Regions from separate parts of the Mus musculus genome. Here region 2 is linked to region 1. Evidence: chromatin contacts called from public Hi-C data. All regions are on one chromosome and are shown on one strand. Each heading gives the region's core, a stretch centred on a gene start, on an enhancer-like site or on the middle of the called end of the contact. The rest is flanking DNA. Distances are from core to core; before and after follow the strand shown.

Region 1 (7,388 bases), core at 2,774-5,273:
CAGGCTTAGCCACTGGCAGTCAAGACCAGGGAGCCCTGCCCACTGACTAGATGACCTGCCATCAGTCTTAGGAAGGACTAAGTGAAACTGCGCTGTCTTCAAAGCCATCTGTTCGCAGGAAAAGCCTAGAGATGATCCCGTGTTCCATTGCCCCGCCCCACATCCAAGCACTTGACTTCTTAAAAGCAATCAGGGCTTATCAAAAGTGAGGAAGAGGGCCATGTTATCTCAGTAGTTTTGCTTGTCTGGTATAGGGAAAAGAACAATTGATCCTCATTGTTTACCATTGTTGGGGTGTGGGTCTAGAAAGCAGTGCCCTGACTTTACACATGATGCTATTGACAGTGAATAGAAACTGAGACTTGACTTTCCTTCAACAGAAGTAGTTTAGATAGATAGAATTGGAGCCCAGGAAGCCCAGTGTGGGTAGGTCTGCATAGATGCTGGTACTGAGGAGGTTTTGGGAAGACGCCATGATGCAGTATGTTGCTTTCTGTCTCTGCAGTATGCTACCACGGGCTGTTCCCTGACTCTACACCATACAGAGAAACCAGAGCATGAAGACATCTGTGAATACCGTCCTTATTCCTGTCCTTGTCCTGGTGCGTCCTGCAAGTGGCAGGGATCCCTGGAAGCTGTGATGTCCCATCTCATGCATGCCCACAAGAGTATCACTACCCTTCAGGGAGAGGACATAGTCTTTCTAGCTACAGACATTAACCTGCCAGGGGCTGTGGACTGGGTGATGATGCAGTCCTGTTTTGGCCACCACTTCATGCTGGTACTTGAAAAGCAAGAGAAGTACGAAGGCCACCAGCAGTTCTTTGCCATCGTCCTCCTCATTGGCACCCGAAAGCAAGCTGAGAACTTTGCCTACAGACTGGAGTTGAATGGGAACCGGAGGAGACTGACCTGGGAGGCCACACCTCGGTCCATTCATGATGGCGTGGCTGCAGCCATCATGAACAGTGACTGTCTTGTTTTTGACACAGCCATAGCACATCTCTTTGCAGATAATGGGAACCTTGGAATCAATGTCACGATATCTACATGCTGTCAGTGAGGCTCCAGGAGGCTTTCCTAACCCTGGGAAGTTATTTGGGCATAGCGCTCTATGTTTAATAAAGGTTTTTTAATAGATGTTTTATTCAGTACATCTTCCCGAGGCGAGACCCACAACTGTCCTATGTTTTATTTAAATGATAGCTTCCTGTCTGGCACTGATGAATCTAAGTTCACCGAACTGTGATAATCGGAGTTGGCCTGTTAGTAATTTGGAGGTGGTTCGGTGATCTCAAATCAACTCTATTCTATTTCCTTCCTGAACAGCTCTTGACAGATCGCTCAGGGCTGCCTCCCCCTGCCTCATCCTGAGCCAACAAAAGCACAGTGACTTTCCTGAGAGTCCCGTTATTTCTAGGAGGTAGCAGTTGCTTTAATACCTTTCAGGCTGGGTATTTACACAGAATCACCTGTAGTACTCATCTCCAACACAGAGCTAGAGAATCAACAGAGTTGAGCAACCTCCTCATCTCAGAGTTTGAGGATTACTGGCTTGAATTGTGGGCAAGGGTCCAGGATCTAAAGGTGCTTTAAGGCGTCCTCTGCTGACACTGTTGGTCTCTACTGTCCGTCCTCAGCCTCTGCACACACCACATGGAGACCAGAACTCTAAATCCATGGGGATGCAACCCCTGGGGTTGGCCTGCTTTCAGGCGCTCAGTGAGTTGAGAGTTCTCACAGTTAGTTGTTGCTCACCATAGTACGGATGACTTGTTTACATATGGCTTCCCTTGGAAGCCCTCCTTGACTGTAACTGATGTGAGAGACTAGATCAGTGCTTGGGAGAACTTGATAACCAGTGTCACATGCTTGCCATTTTAAAAGCATGTGTCAGTTGTGTGGGTTTAGTTTTTGTTGTTTTTGTTTTTATCTTTACATACGCGCACACACATACACACACACTTTAATTTTTTAATAAAATTTTTTCAATAAATGAATGTCATGCTTCATTTTCTGCTTGAATCGTATGTATCTATTGCACATCTACTGTGGACAGATGCAGAAGTCTCCACCACTACCTCTAGAGCTAGTACATCCAGCAAAGCCGCTGGTCCAAGGTTGGGGACAGCAGCCCATAGGTCTAAACCCAGTCAGTGTTATGCGTTGTCACTAGTGATGTGGGTCTCATCTCCAGGATTGTTTGCTGTCTGACTGCCAGCTGTGAGAAAACACACAACTCCCATTTTCCAAAATTACAAAGAGGAGGCATGGTTAGTGTTGGGGCCAGAAATGATGAGGCCAACCATGGTGCACGCTCTCTCCTTCCAAGCCCAGTGTCCCAAAACAATTCACATTAGCCCTGAACTTTGTTCCAGAATTCAGCGTCTCCTCAGTGAGGTGATTAAGCTAACAGAAGAGCAGTTGGGAGTGATGGCTCCGGAGCTGTCCATGTTTTCTAAGAGAGACACATGTTAAGCTTTAATCACAGAGTTCTGGCAGGTAAGGAAGTTGGCTGGTTTTATGCCAACTTGACACCCACCAAATTTGCCTGTGGTAATTTTATTAAGGTTGATGTGGGAGTATCCAGCTCGCTATGGACAGTTCCACCCCTGGGCTGGTGGTCCTGAGGGCTGAACACGCCAATAAGCAGAACTTCTCCATGGCCTCTTAGCCCCTCCTTGTCTTCAGGTTTCTGCCATGCTTCAATTCCTGCCTTGAAATCCATCAGTTATGGACTCTGATATGGAAGCATAAGAAAAATAAGCCCTTTACTCCTCAAGGTGCTTGTGTATATGGTGTTCTATCAAAGTAATAGAAACCTTAAGTAAAACCGTTGCTAAGGTAAATTATAGGCTATTCTTCAAATGAAGAGTAAAAAGATCTGTACAAAAGTAGATAATGATATATTTTGGAAGTGAAGAAAAACCGCTGTTGGCACTAAGTACATCACATCTCCCACTGGCAGAGGTAAGCCAGCTTCCAGGAGCAGGTAGGGGCCCATCTCCTCCCATGATACCCAGGCAGTGTGAGTATAAAAAAGCTGAGCCTGTCAGCAGTTGCTTCCTATATAACCCTTCATGTTACTACTGAAATCGGGACTCTGTGGCCAACAGTGCAGGAAAGAAAAAGCTATGAGCAAGGCCTGAAAGGAGGAGATGGAGAAACAGCATGTTAAATGCAAAGTGGGTGAGGAGGGGTAGCCACCATAGTGGCCAGCGACGTGGGTCCTGGAGTTCAGGCGTGCTAATTCCCCATGCCCCTCAGGATAGGATTTAATGAAGGTTAATAAACCTGTGGACAACTGCGCTCTTCCAGTTAGAAGGCCCCACAATCTGATGAGATCACCAACCATGACCTGTCTACTCGCTGGCGTTCCAGAAATTATATTTTCTAACAGAGAAAGAAGAAAAAAAAAAAAAAAAGGCTGGCTGAGAATCCACAGATTATAATAGGAATGCAAGAGGAAGTGAGAAAGATGTAAGTCAGAACTGGCTCTTAACAAACAGAATAACCAATAATTGTCAAGAAGTCAGCATGTGATCTATTTGCCATATTTTTAAAAAATGTAAGATTTCTTCTCCTTTGTCCTTTGCCGGTGATTAAAACATGGCTGATTGGGCAGTGGTGGATTCAGCCTGTGTTGTGTGGCGCTCTGATACATTTATGCAATGGTTCTCAAAAGGACAAGAGAAGAAAATATTCTGTCTTTTTTTTTTTAAATAAACGAAATCTGAGATCTGGAGCTCCCCACTGACACCATCATCATCATTGCTGGGGAGGATTTGGTCTGTGTCTCTGAAACATGGTTTTAGAAGCTAGGTGCAGCAGGAATGACAGAAAACTTGAGAGAGGTCCCTGAGGGCAACAGCCATCTTGGATTCTCAGATACAACCTCGGGTTCCAGCAGTTACATCCCTACTAAAAGCGGCCAGGGTTATATGAGTACCACACAACTCCCTTACGCATGCCCAGAATATCACTGGAGGGAATCATCTCTGTACTAATGCCATTAAGGTTCTTGGAACTTGCCATGGGGCCAGCACTGTGACCCTAAATCAGCCCCAAGGCTACAATTCCTAACTAGCAACATTAGAAGGACTGTTTTCTGAATGTTGTATCTAGTGCTAACTTCTGTGAGAGGACATTCAACTTGAGCTAAAGCAGACAGACCATGCAGGCAGCCTCTGCAGGAAGTGACTCTGGGATGCCAGGGATGTCTGTGACTGGTGGATCACATTTCAGCTGAGTCAGAGCTGCAGGTGCGACCTGGGCACAGAGACCAGCTTTGCTTTGTAGTCCTCCACTCATAGAGTCTGGCCTTGACCCCTGCTTGAACCATGAAGCCACCCATTGTCACAATCTTTAAAACAAACCACCTGCTACTCACTTGAGGCTTAAAATGTACTTTCAATGAATACTGTTCATTTGCCTTAAAGTCTCCAAATGACAAAAAGAACATGGAGTCTGTGGACACCAACGCCATCGCTGTTACCAATTTAAGAATGAATGAATGAATGAATGAATGAATGAATATAAATGTGCAGGGCTTCCTGCAATGTCAAAGATTAGAGCTTCCAAGTAAGGCTGAGTGAAGGCCCTGTGAGCCAGGGAAGGAGACAGTCAGAATACAAACAGACAACTGCAGAGAGAGAAATAGAGAAAGGGCTTCCAAAATTCAAAAAGGAAGTAAAGGATACCAGAAATGTGTAAGGGGTGGGGTGGGGGACCATGACACTGAGAAGGAAGTGAAACGGCTGTAATTCCCCTTGGGTCTGGGGTGGGGTGGGGAGTGGAAGTGGGCAGGAGCCACTTCCAAGAGCTAAGCCGGATGAAAGCTGGCCTGTGAGTACAACACTCCAGACAGGCCCACGCCCCCGTGCCCATGCCCCTAGTCATTCTAGAAGCCAATTGCAAGTTTTGGAAGGGCTGGTTCTCAACTGGTCAGGGAAAGAGATCTCATGCTGTGCGATGAGTGTGGGAGTCTTGAGAAAAGCTGTTCTTGAGAACCGAGCTACCCAGGGGGCCAAAGACTGGAACCTTGAAGTTGGAGAGCTTCAGTTTGTCCTGGGACAGCCCCTGACTGAGGCAGCTGGAGAAGGCAGGGGGCCAGACACTGACAACATGCAAGGTGCAAGCAGCCTGAGACTGCCTTACACTGGGAAGGGGTGGGGGAAAGCTGGCCATCTGGGAACAGATCTCAACTGAGAATAACCCTTGAACTTGAGGGCTTTGAACCTGAGGCCAGCTGGGAGTTCTGGATCTTGGGGATTGAATTAAAGTCACTAAGCTTTGGTGGCCAGTGCTTCTACCCCAGGAGCTGTCTCTCCAGCCCCTCTTTAAAAAAAAAAAAAAAAAGCAAAAAAAAACTTCATATTTTTAATCTCTTGCTCCTTTTTCTTCCCCTCCATACTACTTTCCACTCTCCTCCTTTCGCTTACAGGACCCTGCTTTGCTCTTGGCTCCATCCCGTCTCCTTCCCTTATCTTGTGCTCAAGATCTTCACACTGGCATCAACAGTGTTCAACTTCAAGGCACCTTGTGCCGCAGTCCGGTCACTTTCCATGGCGTGGTCGGGCTGTGAACTGTGTTAAATGCGCCTGTACAGCTTCTGTGGTTTCACGCCACTAGGTCAGTTTGTTTCCATCCTTGATGAGTGGTACTACTCGAGACTGAGCCTTCCAAAGTAGACTGGGAGGAGGCACATGCCTTTAATCCCAAGACTGAGGAGAAGAGGGCAGGCAGATCAAAGTAATCGGTCACTTTCTGATTGGATGTATGTCCTGTTCCACAAGCTCTGCCTGGAACCACTAACTAGGCCAACTAAGCCATGGCTACCTAAGTCGGCTATTCTCCTGAGTGGACATAGAAATGAATTTCCAACTAAGTTCTTGCTCTTAGTCCCATAGAGTAGGGCATCCTTCAGCCCCCGTCAGAAAAGCTGCTTTTGAAGTAGACGGCAATGAGTACAGAGGCCCACCATTGATCTGTATGCAGAGAATAAAAGACTGTGGATTGCTCAGCTCTAAATGGGGCATCTATAGTCACCTCCCCTCCAAGGCTCTGGGATCGTTGTGTTGGAGCAGGTGGGAAATTTTTTAAGAGCATGGGTGGTAGAGGTTTGCAGTGACTTCTAGGCATGGCAGGGCTGGTACACTCACAAACTCACGTCGGCTAGGACTCCATACTCAAGACCTGCACAAAATTAAAACTAGAAAGAAAGAAGAAAGGGAGGGAGGGAGGAAAGAAGGAAGGAAGGGAGGGAGGGGAGGGAGGGAGGGAGGGAGGGAGGGAGGGAGGGAGGGAGGGAGGGAGGGAGGGAGGGAGGGAGGAAGGGGCAATTCATGGGTGCTGGTGATTGAGAGCCTTTTGGGATGTGTTCCTGGAGATGCTGCTCGTACGCCAGTAGATGGTCCTACAACCATGCTCATTACAGGCGAGCACTAAGTAGACTTGGTGAGCTTAAAACAAAGTGCATGAAAGAAAGTATAAGAATCCAAATAGGAAAGAAAGAAGTCAAATTATCCCAACATATAGATGACTTAAAGCTACACTTAAAAGAGCTCAAATGTTATCCCCTTCCCTGGTTTCCCCTCCAGAAACCCCCTATCCCATCCTCCCTCCCCCTGCTTCTATGAGAATGCTCCTCCACCCATCCACCCAATCCTGCCTCCCTGCCCTGGTGTTCCCTTATACTCGGGCATTGAGCCTTCAGAGGGCCAAGGGTCTCTCCTCCCACTGATACCCAACAAGGCCATCCTCTACTACATATGCAGCTGGAGCCATGGGTCGCTCCATGTGTACTCCTTGGTTGGTGGTTTAGTCCTCCTCCTGGAAATTTTTAGATCTCATATACACTTGTAAGAAAGTAGCATACAGAATTGCAACAAAGTCAACATACAAAGATAAATAGTTCTGTGTACCAATAAGAACATGCCAAGAAAGAAATCCATGAAAAAAAATCCTATTCACAATAACTTTGAAAACAAGACTGGGAGAGAGGTCTCTGTGAGAAGCTGTGAAAGTGAAGCCTCATTTGCATAGAAGACTCCAAGATGTTGGAGATTCCAGAGCTATGGGGGTACCTGCCAAGGAAAGTTCCAGACAGTGTGTGGAACCCACCCAGGAGAGAGGAGTGTGGTGCAGGCAGCAAACCTGGAATGGAAACCTCCTTTGCCGTCAGACACAGAGATGTAGAATTCGGAGGCTGACCTGCTGGGCTTCAGTCTTGCTTTATCCCAGTGATTCCTCACTGTGCCCCCTTTCTTCTTTAATGTATCTTCCATACCATTGTGCGTTGGAAGTATGTCACTTACTTTTTTACTTTATAGGGGGTTACAAGTAGAGAGATTGTCTTGAGACTCTGATACATTTGGACTTTTAAATAG
Region 2 (7,388 bases), core at 3,572-6,071, 110 kb before region 1:
CATTTAATTTAGTATGACATCGGCCACGTGTTCTTTAGTATCTATTACCACTCTTATTTCACCTTACCTGTAAGCTAAGCATCACCCCCTTCCCCCCCCCCCACCCCCCACCGCTTACAAACATCCCACACATTCTGTCCTGAGTACTGTGTTGAGAGTGTATGTAGCAGTAGCATTAAATTCCCAATAGCCATATGAAGCAGGTACTCGAGGATCTATTCTTAGTTGTATAGTTGCTATATTTGGCTGATAAATGAATCAGGGGAGTACAGCAATGGTATTTTAAATACTCTCTTAAATGTTATCTGGCTCATACCAGACAAACCTAGGCCTTGAAAACAAGTTCTAGATTCCCTGTCTATACTCTACCTCAAAATAAGCGCCTCTTGTTAAAAAGTGATGGATCTTCCTTTCATCTGTTTTCCTGATAATATCAGTGACAAATACCTATGTTTGCATCACGTTGCATTACATGACATGAATATTCTTGTCCCAACACAAAGCTACTACAGACCTATTTTGTATGGGTATTTTAATACATTGCCTGCAAGAATCCATCCACTTAGCCAGCGCCCTGGGCCAGCCCCTCACCCCTTGTGTCTTCTCTGGGTGTGCTAGCTTTGTTAGGAAGAGGACAGTGGACCTGGATGTCAATGCTACTGTTCTATCCTCAGATACCCACTCCCACCACTGGGAAGGGGAGCACCATGAAGATAAACATGGATCAGGAAGACGGTTTTCTTCACTGGAAATGGTGATCAGAACCAAATGGAGAGAGGCTACCATCAACTGGAATGGAACTATTCCCTTTTTCTAAAAAGAAAACTAGAAACGAGTCTGAGGGGTCTGAGCAAATGGGACGAAAATGTACAGCACAGGGATGGTTATTTAATTCCTCTTTCGTGAGCCCCACTGAAAAATACCACTGGCAGTTTCTCATTCTTTCTCTATGCTGTGCCTTTACAGTCATTATCAGTGCTGTCGAGAACGTGTTTTTATCTCAGGGTCTGAGTAGTGATTCCTTCATTTAATTCGGAAGAGAAAATCCTGCCTCTTTTCTTCATGTTTTCCAAATCGCTCTTTTTCTGAGGCTTCACTAAGACTGAAGGCTCACATCCATTTGAGGATGAAGTCATCGGAGTGCATCGCCGGCTTTTAGCCATGGCAACAGCTCAAGTCTCCTCAAGTCTTCCTGGTACAAGCAGTGTTCCTCTCCAAGGACACACCTCACATGGCCACATTAGCTGATTCTTTGCAGTAAAGTAGCAAAGAGGCTTCCTCCTACTGGGAGAGTGGGAGGGGGTGGTGCCCCGTGGGCGAGGAGCTCTGGCAGGTGCTCAGACTACCCAAGCAGTCAAAGCGTCAGGCAGAAAGAGACATTCTTCCTACCAGTATTCTAGCTGCTTCTTTCTCCTAAGCTAGATATAAATAATAATAACATAAACAGAGACAGTCTTACTCCTGCATAAAAAGATTCTGCAAAAATACAGTCTCTTCTCATCTCAGCGTTCCATAAAGTAAACATCCTTTAAAGAATGTGATCTTTCTCTCTTGTGTTAAATATCCGCACATTTTCTGAAGAGGTACACATACTAGACACACATTCTTTCCAGAAGACACACCGGGGAAGCATCTGGACATTTCCCACCCCGACAGCTTATCTGCTGCCTCACTAACTTGGGGCTTTGGGTGTGGAGACCAAAGGTCAGATTCCAAAGAACAGCTGGTCTGCACTCAGGGTCCATGTTAATTTATTAAATGCCTTTTCATTTGGCTCAAGAATAGTATTATAATCTGAAATGAGTATGGAAGACAAAGGTTCAAAGTGAATAATAACTTGTGTCAACAGAGGAAGCCCGTTGCTTTGGCTCAGGTGGACCTGGTAGACAGTGATGGTATCTTTATCGTGGGCACTTTCACCGAGAATTTTAAATAGATCAGACAAGTGGAACTCTACAAACCCTGGTCTCCTTTGGGCTTGGCTACATTGTGTTTTGTGGGAGTTTGGGGGTCTAAAACGAATTTCAGTTTGTTTTAGGAGTATTACCTTGTGTCTTTCGGGTTGATAACTGTGCTTGAATGCAAACCATGAAGCACTCTGTCAGGTAGCACTCAGTCCCAGAGATACTGCCAAGTCTCAAGCAATGAGAACATTCTTTTGGCACAAGAACTGTCTAGGGCCTGGTCCTTGAGGAGTCCATGACTCTCTAAGATCAACTGTGGTCCCTCCTGTATGATTGAGTACAGATACACTTGCTACACAAATTCAGGGCTCTGCAGAATGAAGAAGAAGTGGGTTACTGATGAGAAAACCCCAGCAACTCTTGCCCGAAGCACAGAGCTCCTTACAGCAGCATGAAAATAGCCCAGGTGTTCTACCCCCATTCCTACCTTTATTTATTCTTTTTTCTTCATAGTCTTTGAAATTTTACCTTGTTAATAGCTATGTTAGCTTGCCATGTTTCATACGTTGTAATTTATGTTAAATTATTCCTGAGACAAAATTCTATTAATAAAAAAAACAACAGTGAAGGAAAGATTAAGTTCTCATGTTTATATGAAACGATAATAATTGTTTTACATAAAGGTATTCTTCACTTTGCATGTCATGTCAATATTCTACATTAGTTTTTATTTTATCTTGAAGTGAAGCACCCACTCATATTTGGATTTATTTTTAAGATGGAGATGTGTTATTTAGAATTAGCTATTTCTGCAGCGAGCACAGCTCCAGGGACAAACCAGACTGGCAGGGTGGGAATGAAGAAATTACACAGACACATAGACGAGCTGGGGTGGGTGGACGGGCTCTCTGATGGAGAAGCCACTGAAGTAGAGAAACTTAGTGTGTTTACTGTATCCCGCAGAACAGAGAGGTGGGTTAGAGCACACAGCGGCACAAGGAGGCAGGGCTGTTACTTACTTATAAACAAGGAGGTAGGGTTTTGGTTATACAGCTGGTCAAGGAGACAGATTTAGCCAATCAAGGTAGGGGCAGACTCTGGAGAAGAGCTTTCCTCAGGCCATAAATATCTGGGCAGAAAAACTAGAACAGACATTTTCTGCCCTATTGACATTTGCCCAGCCACCAAAGAAAGACCTCACCATCCCTCCGAACCTCAGCCTAAGTGGGGTAAAGGCTTTGCCATTTTCCCGTGACCATGCCGACATCAACAGCACATTGACTCGGGACTTCCAACCTTTCCCGCAAGCTGTCCGTTTTCTGGACTACTGGTTTACCTTTAAAGTTGTGTTTTGAAGGAAATGACTATTATTTTCTCCCATCAGCTCCTCAAACACAGGAAAGGCTATTTGCACGGAGTTGAATATATTACTCTGTCTGAATAGTGACCTAAGCTGACTGCACCTTTAAGTGCAGACGGGAAGATGAGAAGATAGAGGTATTTATTTTTTGAAATATCAACTTTGCTCTGTCTAGTTTTGCATCACTTTGACACAAGTTTGACACAAGCTGGAGTCACTTGGGAAGAGGGATTCTTAATTAAGAAAATGTCTCTCTAGGCTTCCCTGTACACAGCTTATTAGTGCATTCTCTTCATTATTGATTGATGTGGGATGGCCCAGCCCATTGTGGGTGGTGCAGTCCCTGGACAGGTAGTCCTGAGTGCTATTTGAAAGCTGGCTGAACAAGCCATGGGGAGCAAGCCAGTACGCATCACTCCTCCGTAGCCTCTGCATGGGCTCCTGCTTCCTTCCAGGCTGCTGCTCCAGTTACTGCTTGGACTTCTTGATGATAGATTTCAAGCTGTGAATTAAAATAAACCCTTTCATCCTCAGGTTGCTTTTGGTCATGATGTTTTATCACAGCTCTATAAACCCTAAGACAAACCTAGACTAGTATGTCACTCAGAATAATAGTACACTATCAGAGGAGAAACATGGAAACAATTCTTTAAGTTTAAGCTTACTGATGTCACTAGACCAGATAGTACTAGGCAAGGGGCAGGCAGGTGTGGGGTTCCTCATCTTTCAGAAACAGCCCAAAGCAACTGGATGAGACTTGCATTGCCCTGTCCAGATCATAGAACTTTTAGTCACACCTGGACCTAACCTTACCTTGAACATAAATAAGAAACAATAAGTATATATTATCAACTGTCATAATTACTATGAGACATTACCATTCATTCATTCATTCATTCATTCAATTTTTCTAGTCTCCGTGTCATTTTTGACCAAAATATCTGAAAACAGCTTAAGGAATTCTTTTTTTTTTTTTTTTTTTTTTTTTTTTTTTTTTTTTTTTTTTGCTCATTGTCTCATAGGTTTCCAGCACGGTAAGGAAGCTAAAGCCGAACAGAGAAGTTCATATCAAGATGGACAGGATATTAGAAGGGGTCAGGGAAGTACACAGCTTCAAGGATACATGGTCAGTGATCTTCCTCCACCTTGATGCAATTTCCCAGTTTCCAGAACCTCCCCCAAATAGCGCCCCCAACTGGGGGTCAAGTGTATAATATGGATCTATAGGGGCCATTTCCTTCCGTGTACCAGCCGCCTCCTACGTCTCGTGGGGTTTATGCTTTCCTGAAACGATGGCATGAGTCGAAAACCCACCACACTGATTCGAAACTGAAAACTGAGGTTAGTGTTTAGAAGGGAGGGAGTGTGGTATGCCAATCTTATTTTAAAAACTGGGATAAGGCATCTCCTAAGAAGTCAGCTTAGGCTGAGCAGAGGTAACTGGGTGACGAGCTGGATGACGAACGAGTGGGTATGACGCTCTGTGGAGGGTTTGCCAGAACAAAGGAGAAGCCAACAGGACCGATGTGCAGAGAACAAGGTGCAGAGAGGGTGAGAAACAGCTGGACTGGCAGGCAAGGCACCACATGGCATTCTACACTAGGGGGCGCGAGGATCTAGAAGGATTTTAATAGGCCTGGCAGGATTTGCATTTTGAACAAATGCCTTGGTGTGAAAACAGACTGGCAAGAGCCCAGAGTGCGTGCAGAGACTAGCTGGATGGTTGTCAGGACTGTGTGGCTGAGGATGATATGAGCAGATTGAGGGCAGTTACCGGAGACTGACTTTGTTCCCTCGCTAAAAAGAGGGAGGAAAAGGTAGGTATGTAGAGAGCAGAGGGGAGAGGGAGACTCTCTTCCCACTGGCTAGAGTTAGTTTGGACTTCACAGGGCCTGAACCAATGCTGAGGGACATGATAAAAATCAAAGGAACTTGCATGATGTAAGACCTCTAAGGGACCTCTCAGAGGACAAACAGACCTTATATAAAATATAGGCATTTCCAGCATGGTAATTGTTTAAGTTTACATTTGTAAATATTCTGGTCTGACATTCTTTGGGAAAGAGGAAAGGGAGAGAGGGAAAGACAAGGGAGAGAAAAAGAGAGCGAGGAGAGAGAGGGAGAGAGGAGGAGGAGAGAAAAAAGGAACTTAGAGAGGAGAAAGGGGAGGCTGATTTTACGTGGGGGGAAAGGCTTCCCAAAAACCCACAGGAGTCAGTCTGAGCAGCAGAACACAAGCACTAGTGAAAGAGAAGTCACGGTGGAAACAAACAGCCCAGACCCTAGAGGAGGTCAGAAAAGCCCAAGTGCAGCAGTGGTACACTTCTAGGTGTTTCCATCTGGCTTGCTACTAGTCTGTGTGTCCATCCGGGGTGTGGGTCAGTGGTGGAACATTTGTCTCACATCGCATTCCATCCCTACCACTCAAGGGAAAAAAAAAAGCCCGACTTCAGGAGAATAAATGAAAAAACAGATTGCAGAAATGCATCCTGTCGCACATCCCTAAGGCACCATTAGTGGTCACCAGACACAATCTAAATAACAGGTAGTTTTAGTAAGTGATTGTGTTAAAAATCAGAGAGGACCAGGTTTAGATTCAACCCATTATTTTCAGATTATCGAGTTCCAATTACTTTAGTAACTTACTTATTTATGAGGCATAGGGTCTTATGGATCCCATCCAGGCTGGCCTTGAACTCTCTGTAGCTGAGGCTGGCCTTGAGGTTCTGCTCCTCGTGCCTTTGCCTCCTGACTGTGGGGATTACAGACAAGTACCACCAAGCCTGGTTTATAGAGTTGGAGATTTGACCCGGTGTTTCATGGATGCTAAGCGAGCACTCTGCCAACTGAGACATACCCTCATCTCTACAGTTTAATCATATTTAAAATATTCATCTCATATATCTTTCCAAAAAAGGACTTGGGGTGGATGGTATATGCTAAACTTCCACAAAACTTTGTGTCATTTTCTTTCCTTCGGTAACTGAACGACGAAGAAAGTGTTTTCAGTGCTGTCCACAAGGTGGTGCTATGAGAGTGGTATTTTCAATCGGATTATCAAGTATAATTATCTAGGTAAAGGTGAGCAAGTTACACACACACAGACATACACACACACTAAATGCATTTTTAAAATACAATAAACCCATGCAATAGAATATTTTCTGAAATAAAAAGGAATAACATATGTAGATGACCACATTGTAGTTGGCTATCCCATAGATGACCTTGAAAAAGTATGCCAAGTGAAAGACCACACATCATACAAGCTAGTATATATTAAATTACTATAACAGACAAAGGTAGAGGATAAACAATGATTGGCTGTTTCCTAAGGTTGGAGAAAGGGCAGAAATGTGGTGTGGGGGGAGGATTGGAACTGGTTATGGTCTCTTTGGGAGTTGATCATGACATTCTAAAACTGGGCTGAGACTCAAACCCTGCAAGCATTCCCTGCTACACAAGCCACCCTTGCCAGGGAACCAGGTAGATTGCAGATCTTCTCTCCCTCAGGCCCTCCATGCCCAGTCCCAGCGCTGCAACCCTCCACCTGCTGCAGCCTTCCCTCTCCTTCTACCTGCCCACAGCTCTTGTGGATCCCACAGACCCTCCCCTTTCACCTCTGTTGGCAGTTAGTCTAGGCTCCGCCCCACAGTTACCTGGCAACAGCCCGGTGTACCTGACTTACTATATAAAGGGCTGCTTGCCCACTCCTCTCTCTCTTGCTCTCTTGCTCCTACTCCTTTCTCTTCTCCTCTTGCTCCTGCTCCTTACACTCTCTCCCCATCCCCCCACCTTTCTCCACGTGCTTTCCACATGCTCATAGCCTGCCTCTACTCCCTTTCTCTCTGCCCTTTTCTGTCTCTACTACCCACTCAACTCCCCTCCCCATGCTCAGAATAAACTCTATTCCATACTATGCCATCCTGTGGCTGGTCTCTCAGGGGGGACGGGAAGCCTCGGCGTGGGCCCACGGAGGCATTTCCTGGCATCTCCTTTCCCCCACACCATACTGAGCCTCCACCAAACATATTCCTTCTTTCTCTTTCTTTTTATAAAACACAACAACCTCCCTGCCAAACTCATTGCTTTATTCTAGCCCCTAGTGCCAGCAGCCTCACCAC

The links. A called contact is a pair of places that touch in the nucleus more often than the background predicts.
Region 2: a Hi-C map of cerebral cortex shows a contact between it and region 1, with 2.4 times the contacts expected there. The contact joins two enhancer-like sites. A contact is called at or near these places in 1 of 39 promoter capture datasets (hippocampal neurons), 21 of 484 Hi-C or Micro-C datasets (B cells, B-cell progenitors, the C10 cell line and 17 more), 9 of 115 datasets of contacts at active chromatin or transcription factors (the 230-238 cell line, embryonic forebrain, embryonic stem cells and 4 more) and 4 of 9 other capture datasets (adipose tissue, embryonic stem cells, liver and 1 more).

What each region holds. Positions count from the first base shown.
Region 1 is chr3:58,669,561-58,676,948 of GRCm38.p6, reverse strand. Siah2 (siah E3 ubiquitin protein ligase 2) reads left to right here. Exons shown (of 2, transcript NM_009174.3): 2 at 506-2,000. The coding sequence ends at 1,063. Among named protein-coding and RNA genes, the nearest start is that of Siah2, 19 kb to the left of the region's middle. Within about 2 kb of position 4,023, at least 79 of the 459 cell types and tissues checked have an H3K27ac peak or open chromatin away from gene starts, as enhancers often do. A contact at or near this core is called in cerebral cortex, where this site is marked.
Region 2 is chr3:58,783,549-58,790,936 of GRCm38.p6, reverse strand. 4930593A02Rik (RIKEN cDNA 4930593A02 gene) reads right to left here. Exons shown (of 9, transcript NR_045167.1): 9 at 2,413-2,506. It also overlaps Mindy4b-ps. Among named protein-coding and RNA genes, the nearest start is that of Gm40059, 38 kb to the left of the region's middle. Within about 2 kb of position 4,821, at least 25 of the 459 cell types and tissues checked have an H3K27ac peak or open chromatin away from gene starts, as enhancers often do. A contact at or near this core is called in cerebral cortex, where this site is marked.